2 separate regions of the Ovis aries genome follow, and region 1 is linked to region 2. A link is a contact called in public Hi-C data. All regions are on one chromosome and are shown on one strand. The core of a region is the stretch at or near the end of the contact, and the rest is flanking DNA. Distances in the headings are between cores, read along the strand shown.

What was found. A called contact is a pair of places that touch in the nucleus more often than the background predicts.
Region 1: a Hi-C map of liver shows a contact between it and region 2, with 5 times the contacts expected there. The contact joins two enhancer-like sites. A contact is called at or near these places in 11 of 16 Hi-C or Micro-C datasets (blood, hypothalamus, liver and 7 more).

What each region holds. Positions count from the first base shown.
Region 1 is chr26:14,655,836-14,661,023 of ARS-UI_Ramb_v3.0, forward strand. No RefSeq gene overlaps it. Among named protein-coding and RNA genes, the nearest start is that of SLC25A4, 18 kb to the right of the region's middle. Within about 2 kb of position 2,211, at least 3 of the 54 cell types and tissues checked have an H3K27ac peak or open chromatin away from gene starts, as enhancers often do. A contact at or near this core is called in liver, where this site is marked.
Region 2 is chr26:14,589,593-14,594,911 of ARS-UI_Ramb_v3.0, forward strand. No RefSeq gene overlaps it. Among named protein-coding and RNA genes, the nearest start is that of HELT, 24 kb to the left of the region's middle. Within about 2 kb of position 3,644, at least 4 of the 54 cell types and tissues checked have an H3K27ac peak or open chromatin away from gene starts, as enhancers often do. A contact at or near this core is called in liver, where this site is marked.

The sequences.
Region 1 (5,188 bases), core at 961-3,460, 65 kb after region 2:
TGACATGCATTTCTATGATGTCTCTGTCCAAAAATATTTCTACTTTAATTCTGTAAATAATGACTGGTTTTTGTAATTCCCTTAGAGGAGAAAGGAACTGTAAAAACAAGTAGGATATCCACCTTCATTAAATACTTGAAAGTGGTCAAGAGTGAGAGAACATCAGATTGAAACACATTTGCCACCCGACTTCTATTCCAGTTAAAGTGGAAGTGGGGCTGATCTCTTGTTACAAATCTAAAATGATCACTTCATGTCTCAGGATGAAAGGAGGATATGAAATCAGAAAGTCAGGAATCCAGCATAAGCTTTTTTCCCTGTTTCATTAATTTTAAATGATTTGTTTTTTCTTTCGGTTCCTTACTGTACCTTGGTTAATTTTTCCATTGTTGTGGATTTCTTAATGAAAACAAGAACTCTCTTCTAGAAGTTGGTGGTAGTGTTTTGGTTTATTTGCTTTGTGTTTGGGGCTTGCATTATAGACGCTTCTTAAAAGAAAACGCCCAATTTGTTTAGATATATTTTGTTAATAAAATGGTATCTTAATATATGTGTATATATACAGTGATACATAGGGTGTGTGAATGTAAACAAGTTTTGAAGATATAGCTCAGCACTAAATGGAGCTAAAATTACAAAAATACACCTGCAAAAGTAACTGAGAAAATTCTGAGGAAGAGTAATGACCAGTCCTACCAGATACTAAAATATAAGGGTACTATAAGCAAAAGTCACACTATACACGACTAGACACCTTAGCAGCAGTAACAGAGTACATGTTCAGTACGTGTGGAAATTAGTGCATGATAGCATTAGCATTGTTGAGTGAAAAAAGCAAAGCGTAAAAAATATATTGGCACATAGCCATTGTGTATGTGTTGCTATATAAAGGGAATGATATTTTTAAAATTTTAGTAGATTCTTCTCTTTTGTCCTTCTGAGTACAGGCCTGGGACACCTAAGGTATCTACTTGCCCAGGATCTCCTTTCAGGGGTAGATGCTTTTGTGATTTAACTGATTACACTTTATCTTCCTCTTCTTCCAAAGGAGTAGATATTCCCAATATAGTTGCTGTGGAAATGTCTGACACTTTCTTTCCTAGTCTTCTTTTCAGTTGTGGGTATCCATGTGACATGGTTATAGATAATATGAAATACATAGAAATCTATTGAAACTGCTTCTGGAAAGGTTTTTTTTTTTTTTACATGACAAAAGGGAGACAGACATGGAGAGATGTTTCTCCACTGTGCAAGCTCTCCCTTCTCTTGCCTTTCAACAGGGCTATCTGAAGTGATGTCCAGAGCAGCTGCAGCTACCCTGCGACCTTGAGGTAAGAAACCTAAGGATGAGACATCAGCATGCTGAGAATGGCAGAGCACAAGGTCTGGGCCCTGAATGACATTAAAGACTTGCCAAACCAACTCTATACCCCTTAACCCTCAAAGTTTTTATCTTGTAAGTTTATTAAATGCCTTCATTGTTTAAGCCGCATTTAGTTGGATATTGTCACTTGTGGCCAAAATCATTCTAACGTCTACGTTATGGAAGAGAATGTCTACAGAATGACTGAGGTAATGTGCCATGACTGGTAATAAGAAACAGAATTGTGTTGAGAAAAGGGTGATTCAAACTCCCTCACCTGCTCCTCGAATATATCAGCACCCAAGGCCAGAGGAGCCATGTGTATTGGGTCCCCACACAGTGAAGAAGTTAGCATGTCTGTCAGGGGCAGTCGGACCATGTGTTTGTCTTTTAATAAATGGCCTCTATGCGGTGGGGAGGAGGTTAGATAAGCTCAGGGACAGTGAGGGAGGAAGAGAAGCTGCCCCCTTTCGCAATTCTCTGCCTGGGACGTGCCACCTCACCGGGTGCCCCATTCCAACCTGGCACAGCCACACCAGGACAAACGTCACTGTGCTCGTGGTCAGGTGGAAGGTCTGACGCCAGGTTTAGCTGTGCCAACCTGTCCTTGAGTCTCACGTGCTGACAGGCTGCAGAGGTAACCTGGCTGGCCAGCCACGCTGAAGCAGCTGCCAGGCAAGGGCAGCCTGCTGCAGGGAAGGCTGCGGAAAGAAGGCTGAGCGGGGTCCACGGGCCTGTCAGCCAAACCCAGAGAGGCCACACGGCCATCAGAGGCTGGACGGCGCTCACCTCAGCCCAGGGGAGCCACCAGGAGCTGTGCCCCAACGGCAGACCCCTGACCCTCTACTGAGGTCTGAAGGTTAGCCCTGACTGGAGAAGTGAAGCGCGCGGCCCAGAGGCAGGGACCCAGAGGCCAGTAGGCGTGCACAAAGTGGACCCGAGCATATCGGCTGAAGGTCGCATAAGCCGCTTGACCCTCATCCTGAAAGGAGCAGGACAAAGGACAGGCTCTAGGGAGACTGATCCTTCTCATCCAAGTCAGCCTGAAACCTCTTCTAAACGAGCAGCTTAAATTACCAGGTAGCTGCTGCTGCTGCTGCTGCTGCTGCTGCTGCTGCTGCTGCTGCTGCTAAGTCACTTCAGTCATAGACTAGGGCTTAAATGAAATTGGATCTTGGATTTTTTTTTTTTTTTTTTGCCGTTATCCCATGGGTAGGGGTGATGGAAAGGTGGGGCCAGGGCGGGTACAGAGGAAGGCATGATTCATTACAGGCAAAAACAAAAAGCGTACGTGTCATTAATGTGAGCTAAATGTATGACCTTGCTTCGTACAGTATTTCATTAAAAGACCTAGAAGGGTGGCCCTGGGGGAGAGGAGCTGGGAGTCTGGGAGTGTAAAGGAGGAGGCTTACTTTCCTCTGAATACTTTTTGCAGTCTGAATATCTTTCTGTGCCTATATTACTTTTTCAATTAAAAAATAAAAGAGTCCTCAGTAAAAAAACCAGTGAAAGTAAATGGTATGGGACTTCCCTGGTGGTCCAGGGCTTAAGACTCCATGTTCCCATTGCAGGGGGCATGGGTTTGATCCCTGATTGAGGAACTAAGATCCCACGTGCTGTGTAGTGTGGCCCCCACCAAAAAAGTAAATGCCACGAAAACTGTAAATGATAGTAGATAACGCATCATTCTTTCTCATAGAAATATTTTTAAAAGCCATAGTGGACCTGCCAAGAGATTATATAACATGAAAATTACACCTAGCAGGTAAAAGTAAACTAGAGGTGAAGGAGGGCACCATAAATCCTCATCGAGTCTCCAGGGCACAGGGAGGGACTCCTGTTGGCCATGCACCAGCTAAGCTGGACAGTCACCAGCGGGGGTAGGTACCTCTAACCTCACAGGCTAGGGTGGAGGAGGGGTAGCAGGGTCAGCAGCATCAATGAACTTGGGCATCCTCTCTTCTGGCTTAATCAGGGCAACCACTTACTAGCTGGTAACTCCGGGTAAGTTACTTAACGTTTCATTGCCTCAATATCCTCATATGTCAATTGAGAATAATAAGAATAATACAGTCACCATAGGGTCGCTGGAGGATTCAGTGTAAAGCACTCCAAGTTGTTCTTGGCATGAAGTTAGCATCTGCTGTCATGGCTACGTCTGGAACTGATTGGGGATCGGGGTGGAAGGTGCTCAGTCTTCCACTTTCTAAGCTCGCAGCAGTGCCAGATCTCGGGGTCTGCCATCACCCCGAGCAGGAGCCTCCTAGCTGGCCTTCCTGCCTCCAGTCTGCCCACCTCCACCCTGGACGCCTGCATGCTGCTGGGTGTATGATGCTTCTAAACTGCCAATGTGATCGTCTCACTTCCCTGTGCAAAATCCATCACTTCCCACTGATTTATTTGCTTATTGATTTATGGCTGCTCTGGGTTCTTCATTGCTGTGAGCAGGCTTTCTCTAGTTGCAGCAAGTGGGGGCTCGTCTCTAATTGCAGTACATGAGCTTAGTTGCCCCGAGGCAGGTAGAATCTTCCTGGACCAGGGATCAAACCTGTGTGCCCTGCACTAGCAGGGGGTTTCTTAATCGCTGGACCACCAGGGAAGTCCACTCCCCACTGATTTCAGAGTTACTTTAAAACCTTTTGGTTTAGCATACCAGGTCTTGCATTATCTGGGTGTGGGTTCCTCACTAGGCTCCTCGATCACTCCCACATCTACCCTCTATCTCAGCCACTCAAAACCAGAGGTCAGTTTGAAAATGCAGTGTGTGTTTTCTTTCCTCCACTTCTCTTCACGTGCTGTTGCTGAAATACTCTCCCTAGCCCCTTCTTTTTCTAGTTAGTGCATTCTCATCCTCTAAATTCAGTTTGTGTCACCTTATCCAGGAAGCCCTCTTGGATCATCCCATCTGATTTAGATGCCCTCCTCTGTGTTCCCATAACTCTTTCATAAAGCCCATTACATGCTCTATTGTAACTGTGTCTAAATTGTAAATTGCGTAAACACTGAAAGCATTTTTGGCTTGGTCTATTTATGCTGGATTGACAAATTTTACTTTATTTTTCCAATTAATTGAGCATATTCATCTAGAGCTCAGGGTGATTGTGCCCCCAGCTGCACCTGCCTTCTATTGTTCCAGGTAAGGGGCCTGGAGGCAGGAACAGGATCCTGTCTCCACTTCTCAGAGCCAGGAGCTGCCTGGCTTCACTGTCCCCTCTCTGTCACACCAGGCCATCTCCTCCCTTCTCTTGGCCAAGCTACTGCCTCCCCAGGAAATGAAATATTGGGGTCCCCTGCTCCTGGGCCCCCAAAACTCTACATGTTATTTCCTTGGCCATTCATGGACACAGCAGGTGAAATGGGGTGATGGGGATGACCCTCATCATGGACACTGCACTTATTCCTTAACCCAAGTCCTCTGCTATATCGACTGGGGCTGGATTGAGGGGCGGAGGAAAGTGCTGATCCCAGCAGAAAAGAACCTTCTGGGTGATTCTGGCGACAGGGACAGGGACCTTCTTGTCAAAGGTGGCAGGGACTCAGCAGTGCTAACCCCTCTCAATGGCTTGTATTACTTTGCTGAGCATCTAAATCTACAGTACTAATTACAGAACAATATTTTACAAATGTTACCGTGCATGACTCCTTGAATGAACTTACACAAATGTATACATATTCCTCCTTAGTACAGATATTCTGCAGTCCAGTTTGGGATACTTTTCTGTCCAAAGAACGTTATTTGGTCTTTTGGAACCTCACAGAACAAGGTGTTATAAAGACATAATATTTTCCTACATTTTAGTCAACTGTGATCATTTATTTGTACAT
Region 2 (5,319 bases), core at 2,394-4,893:
AATCTGTATGCAGGTCAGGAAACAACAGTTAGAACTGGACATGGAACAACAGACTGGTTCCAAATAGGAAAAGGAGTACGTCAAGGCTGTATATCGTCACCCTGCCTATTTAACTTATATGCAGAGTACATCATGAGAAATGCTGGGCTGGAAGAAGCACAAGCTGAAATCAAGATTGCCGGGAGAAATATCAATAACCTCAGATATGCAGATGACACCACCCTTAGGGCAGAAAGTGAAGAGGAACAAAAAAGCCTCTTGATGAAAGTGAAAGAGGAGAGTGAAAAAGTTGGCTTAAAGCTCAACATTCAGAAAACGAAGATCACGGCATCTGGTCCCATCACTTCATGGCAAATAGATGAGGAAACAGTGGAAACACTGTCAGACTATTTTTCTGGACTCCAAAATCACTGCGGATGGTGACTGCAGCCATGAAATTAAAAGACGCTTACTTCTTGGAAGGAAAGTTATGACCAACCTAGAGAGCATATTCAAAAGCAGAGACATTACTTTGTCAACAAAGGTCCATCTAGTCAAGGCTATGTTTTTCCAATAGTCATGTATGGATGTGAGAGTTGGACTGTGAAGAAAGCTGAGCGCTGAAGAATTGATGCTTTTGAACCGTGGTGTTGGAGAAGACTCTTGAGAGTCCCTTGGACTGCAAGGAGATCCAACCAGTCCATTCTGAAGGAGATCAGCCCTGGGATTTCTTTGGAAGGACTGATGCTAAAGCTGAAACTCCAGTACTTTGGCCACCTCATGCGAAGAGTTGACTCGTTGGAAAAGACTCTGATGCTTGGAGGGATTGGGGGCAGGAGGAAAAGGGGACAACAGAGATGAGATGGCTGGATGGCATCACAGACTCGATGGACGTGAGTCTGAGTGAGCTCCGGGAGTTGGTGATGGACAGGGAGGCCTGGCGTGCTGCGATTCATGGGGTCGCAAAGAGTCGGACACGACTGAGCGACTGAGCGACTGAACTGAACTGAACTGAACTGAACTAATGATTAGTGATTCCGAGCATCTTTCTCTGTGTCCATTGGCAGTTTGTATATCTTTGGGAAAAGATCTATCAGGTTCTTCACCCATTTTTAAATTGGGTTGTTTGGCTTTTATGTTGTTGAGCTGTAGGACTTCTTCGTATACTTAGCTGTTGATCTTTTATCAGACACACTGTTTACAAATGGTTCCCTCCATTCCTTGGGCTGTTTTTTCACTCTTGATGTATCCTTTCAGGCACAAAAGTTTTAAATTTTTATTAAGTCCAATTTATCTCTCTTTTTCTTTTGTTGTCTGTGCTTTTGATGTCATATCCAACAAATAGTAGCATTTAACTATATATTTATCTGAATAGTTTTTTTTCTCACAAATACCTACTTAATAGACTATGTTACACAAAGGCAGAAACCTCTGCAACCTACACTGGGGATAGTGACTAGTAGCTGTTTCAATATATATTTATAATCTAATGAATGCATATCTTCTGATATTTCAATATATGATGCTATATGATACCCTACTTGTACAATTATGAAAATATTTATAAATGTGATTTCTGTGTGATATTATCTTTAACATGAAAATTTATACTAATTAAAGAGACATAAATTTATATCAAACTACATGTAAAGTTTTGGGAAGTATTTGGGGGGAAAAAAAACAGAAACTATGTTAATTCATTATTATCAAAGCATATTTTTTTTCAAAACCATTACAGATCAAAACTTAACTAAAAGTCCACCTTCCAGATTTTGGTCAGTCCATTTCAGACCTTAAATAATTTCATGATGCATTTCTTCATTCTTCATTGGCAGTTTTTCAAAAGTGGTATAGACTGGCTTCTTAGAGCAAAGGAGGGGTACATCCCCCTTGCATTAGCTTAAGTATTAGCACAAATAAAACACTTGAAGAGTCTTCCTTTCCTTTCTGATTTTTTAAACTTTCAGGAAGAGAGTTAGCAAGTATTAGCCTGCCTTTTTGGAGAAGGCAATGGCACCCCACTCCAGTACTCTTGCCTGGAAAATCCCATGGAGGGAGGAACCTGGTAGGCTGCAGTCCATGGGGTCGCTAAGAGTCGGACATGACTGAGAGACTTCACGTTCACTTTTCACTTTCATGCATTGGAGAAGGAAATGGCAACCCGCTCCAGTATTCTTGCCTAGAGAATCCCAAGGATGCGGGAGCCTAGTGGGCTGCCATCTATGGGGTCGCACAGAGTTGGACAGACTGAAGTGACTTAGCAGCAGCAGCAGCAGCAGCAGCAGCAGCAGCAGCAGCAGCAGCAGCAGCAGCAGCAGCAGCAGCAGAAGCCTGCCTTTTAGATCAAGCAAACCCACAGGGTTTTACTTGCTTGTTTCTCAGAATTCAAGCTAAAAAGGGCTTGTATTGTCAGTTGCAAAACAGCAGGGGGAGCTCATGAGATTTCTAAGGCCGCTATTACCAGCTACCCTCCCCCTCCAAAAAACACTACTTTAAGCATAAACTGAACAATACCAAGGGGAAACCCAAACAAAGAGAAAAGGAAGCAAAAAATAATAATAAAATTCTTTTAACGAGAGGTGGAAACAGCCAAAGTCAGCTGTATAATAAAGTACCGATACAAACTAACACTTAATCCAAATCCAGCTCTACAAGCCCAACTCTCAGGGTCTCCTTACTTTCCCTAACAACCCAATGTACCCCTGGGTCCCCAAGACCCCAAACTGCTCTGGGCCCTTTACCAACTTTTTCATATGTCAGAACAAAGTTTTAGACAGTTGGCTTTAAAACTACTGTGCTTAAATTTTTAAATGTATATAAATTTTAACAATCAGTGAAAAACTTCTCTTTGAGGAACAGCTTAAAGAGTACTAATTTAAGAATCCCCTGGTGGCTCAGACAGTAAAGCACCTGCCTGCAACGCAGGAGGCCCGAGTTCGACCCTGGGTCAGAAAGATCCCCTGGAGAAGGAAATGGCAACCCACTCCAGTATTCTTGCCTGGAAAACCCTATGGATGGAGGAGCCTGGGGGTCTACAGTTCATGGGGTTGCAAAAGAGTGAGACATGACTGAGTGACTTCACTTTTTAAAGAATATAAAAAACACTGGGCTGTAAACCACAGAATAGTGAAAGAATCTATGAAATATAGCTCTTATTAATTGGGAAAAGTAAGGGGAACCAAGAGTTCCATCCTGAGCTTTAGGGTTGGAATAAGAAGTCACTCCCTATGAGGACAGGAGTGGTGTGACAAACAAGAGTATTTCCTATTTGGGAGAAATCACAAGTGACATTGGTACTACTTTCCATTTTGTTCTCTGAACCTTAGCCTGGAAGATAGGACTTGATTAGCAGCATTAATTGTTCAGCATTAACAAGCCATCAACATAACCTTCAATGATAGTTAGCTTGAGGAAACACAGAACAACAAAACAAAAAGTCCCATGATGACAGAAATTCACTTAGCAATATATACTATAAGGACTTAATATAAAGACAAGTAATAAATTCACAAGAAGAAACAATAGCCCTTAAACTTATAAGTTTAATAAGTCCCACACTTACCAGGTAAATAGCTCTCTCCTAATACAAGGCTCAGTAACTGATAAAATCTCTGATAAAGATGTCTCTTCCAGGCTCCTCTCATGCGCTAAAATAGTGACTATACCAGCCACCAGTTAAATATTACACCCAGTGGTTATCCCAGTCATTTATTCCCTCACTGCTGAGTACCCTATACCTAGGAAAGATGCCTATACTGAGTGATCCTCTACTGGTCAGGCAGGATTTTGGTCCACGGACATGCTTACTGCTTCCTATCACTATGGAAATAAGATCCAGAAAAGGACCTGGAAGTTCAGAGGAAAGTGTTGGCTTCTAGAGGGAGCTCAGAGTCTATCCTCACTTGCCCTCCTTTCTTCCCACATAGGGATGGGCCAGGACATTGCCTTACTCAGCCCCACAAGGCCATTTTATTGTTCACTATAAGAGTAAATGAGATAAATATTCCTTCTGTTGAGTAAAAGGTCCTGATGTAAGTTTTGTCTAAATAGGTCTTCACTGACTGTGACAAATGTTGAGATACTGAGGTGTGACTAACATATGATATGAGAAATAAGAGAACCCTAATCCTGCCTTAGACACTCGTTTCCAAGGGATTCTGAGGAAGATGTAAACAAAAATGATGGAACAGAGCAAATAAACACATCCAAACTGCATAAGATTCTACCCTAACCGCTAAAGCAGAGCTTGAGTGAGCTAGACTGAACTGGAAAATTTTCCTTTAACCAAGTCTGATCAGTGTAAACAGCAGAACCAAAGCAGGTTGTAAGAACAGATCAACCTGCTTTTCCCAGAGGACACACCCAAGTCTCAGATCTACATTTCACTGTATGGAGCCAGAGCACCATATGGGCCATTTCCAAAGAACCAAAGAAAAGAGGAAATGACACAGAAGGACCCTAAAAGATGCTAGACCTCAGGATTGCTGTATATGACTGGACACACTGGCACTGCACAAAGGCACCAGAAAACAGTGATCTGTGAGGGCTCAAAGCCAGCCTTCAGTCTAAATGCTGTATTCTAACATGGAGCTCTGTCCCCCTAGGAGGTGGGAGACACCCTTCTTAACTTCATACAAAGGTGACATTAGGCTAGAAGCTCTTTATGACAGGCTTCCTCCTCTGCTTCAGTGAAACAGCCATCTATTTTATCAAGTACATGTATCAAAGACTGACTTCTCAGAGCACTTGTAACAGTCCTCACTAATAAACCTTCCTTGCAGACACAGATCTTGGCATTTTTCTTTTCAGTATCTTCCAGTTCTAGTTTCGTAACATTTTTCTGAGAACTTCCCATTTGCTCTTGGCCCCATTCTTAAAAATGTCTGGTTATTGTCCTCTATCATCAGACTCAGGTTTAGCTGCTTATCATATTTGTTGATAAAAGAGGTTTATAGAATCTCAAGCTAATAATGATCATCTCCTAGAAACAAGTTTGATATCTATTTGTTGGTTTAAATCTGTGCCTGATAATTTTGATACTGATTTATGGCTGAGGAAGCAATCAAGAAGTTAGGAGTAGGTACAGGAAAGCTTATCACAGTCTTAGGAGTTAGAAAGAGCCTTGACATACTTTTCCATATGATATAATACTTTTATTTTTAGAAATAGTAAAGGATATTATTTCATAACATTTTACATTACTACCTAATTAGTGTTAGTCGCTCAGTTGTGTCCAACTCTTTGTGACCCCATGGACTGTGGCCTGCCAGGTCCTCTGTCCATGGGATTCTCCAGGCAAGAATACTGGAGTAGATTGCCATTCCCTTCTCCAGAGGATCT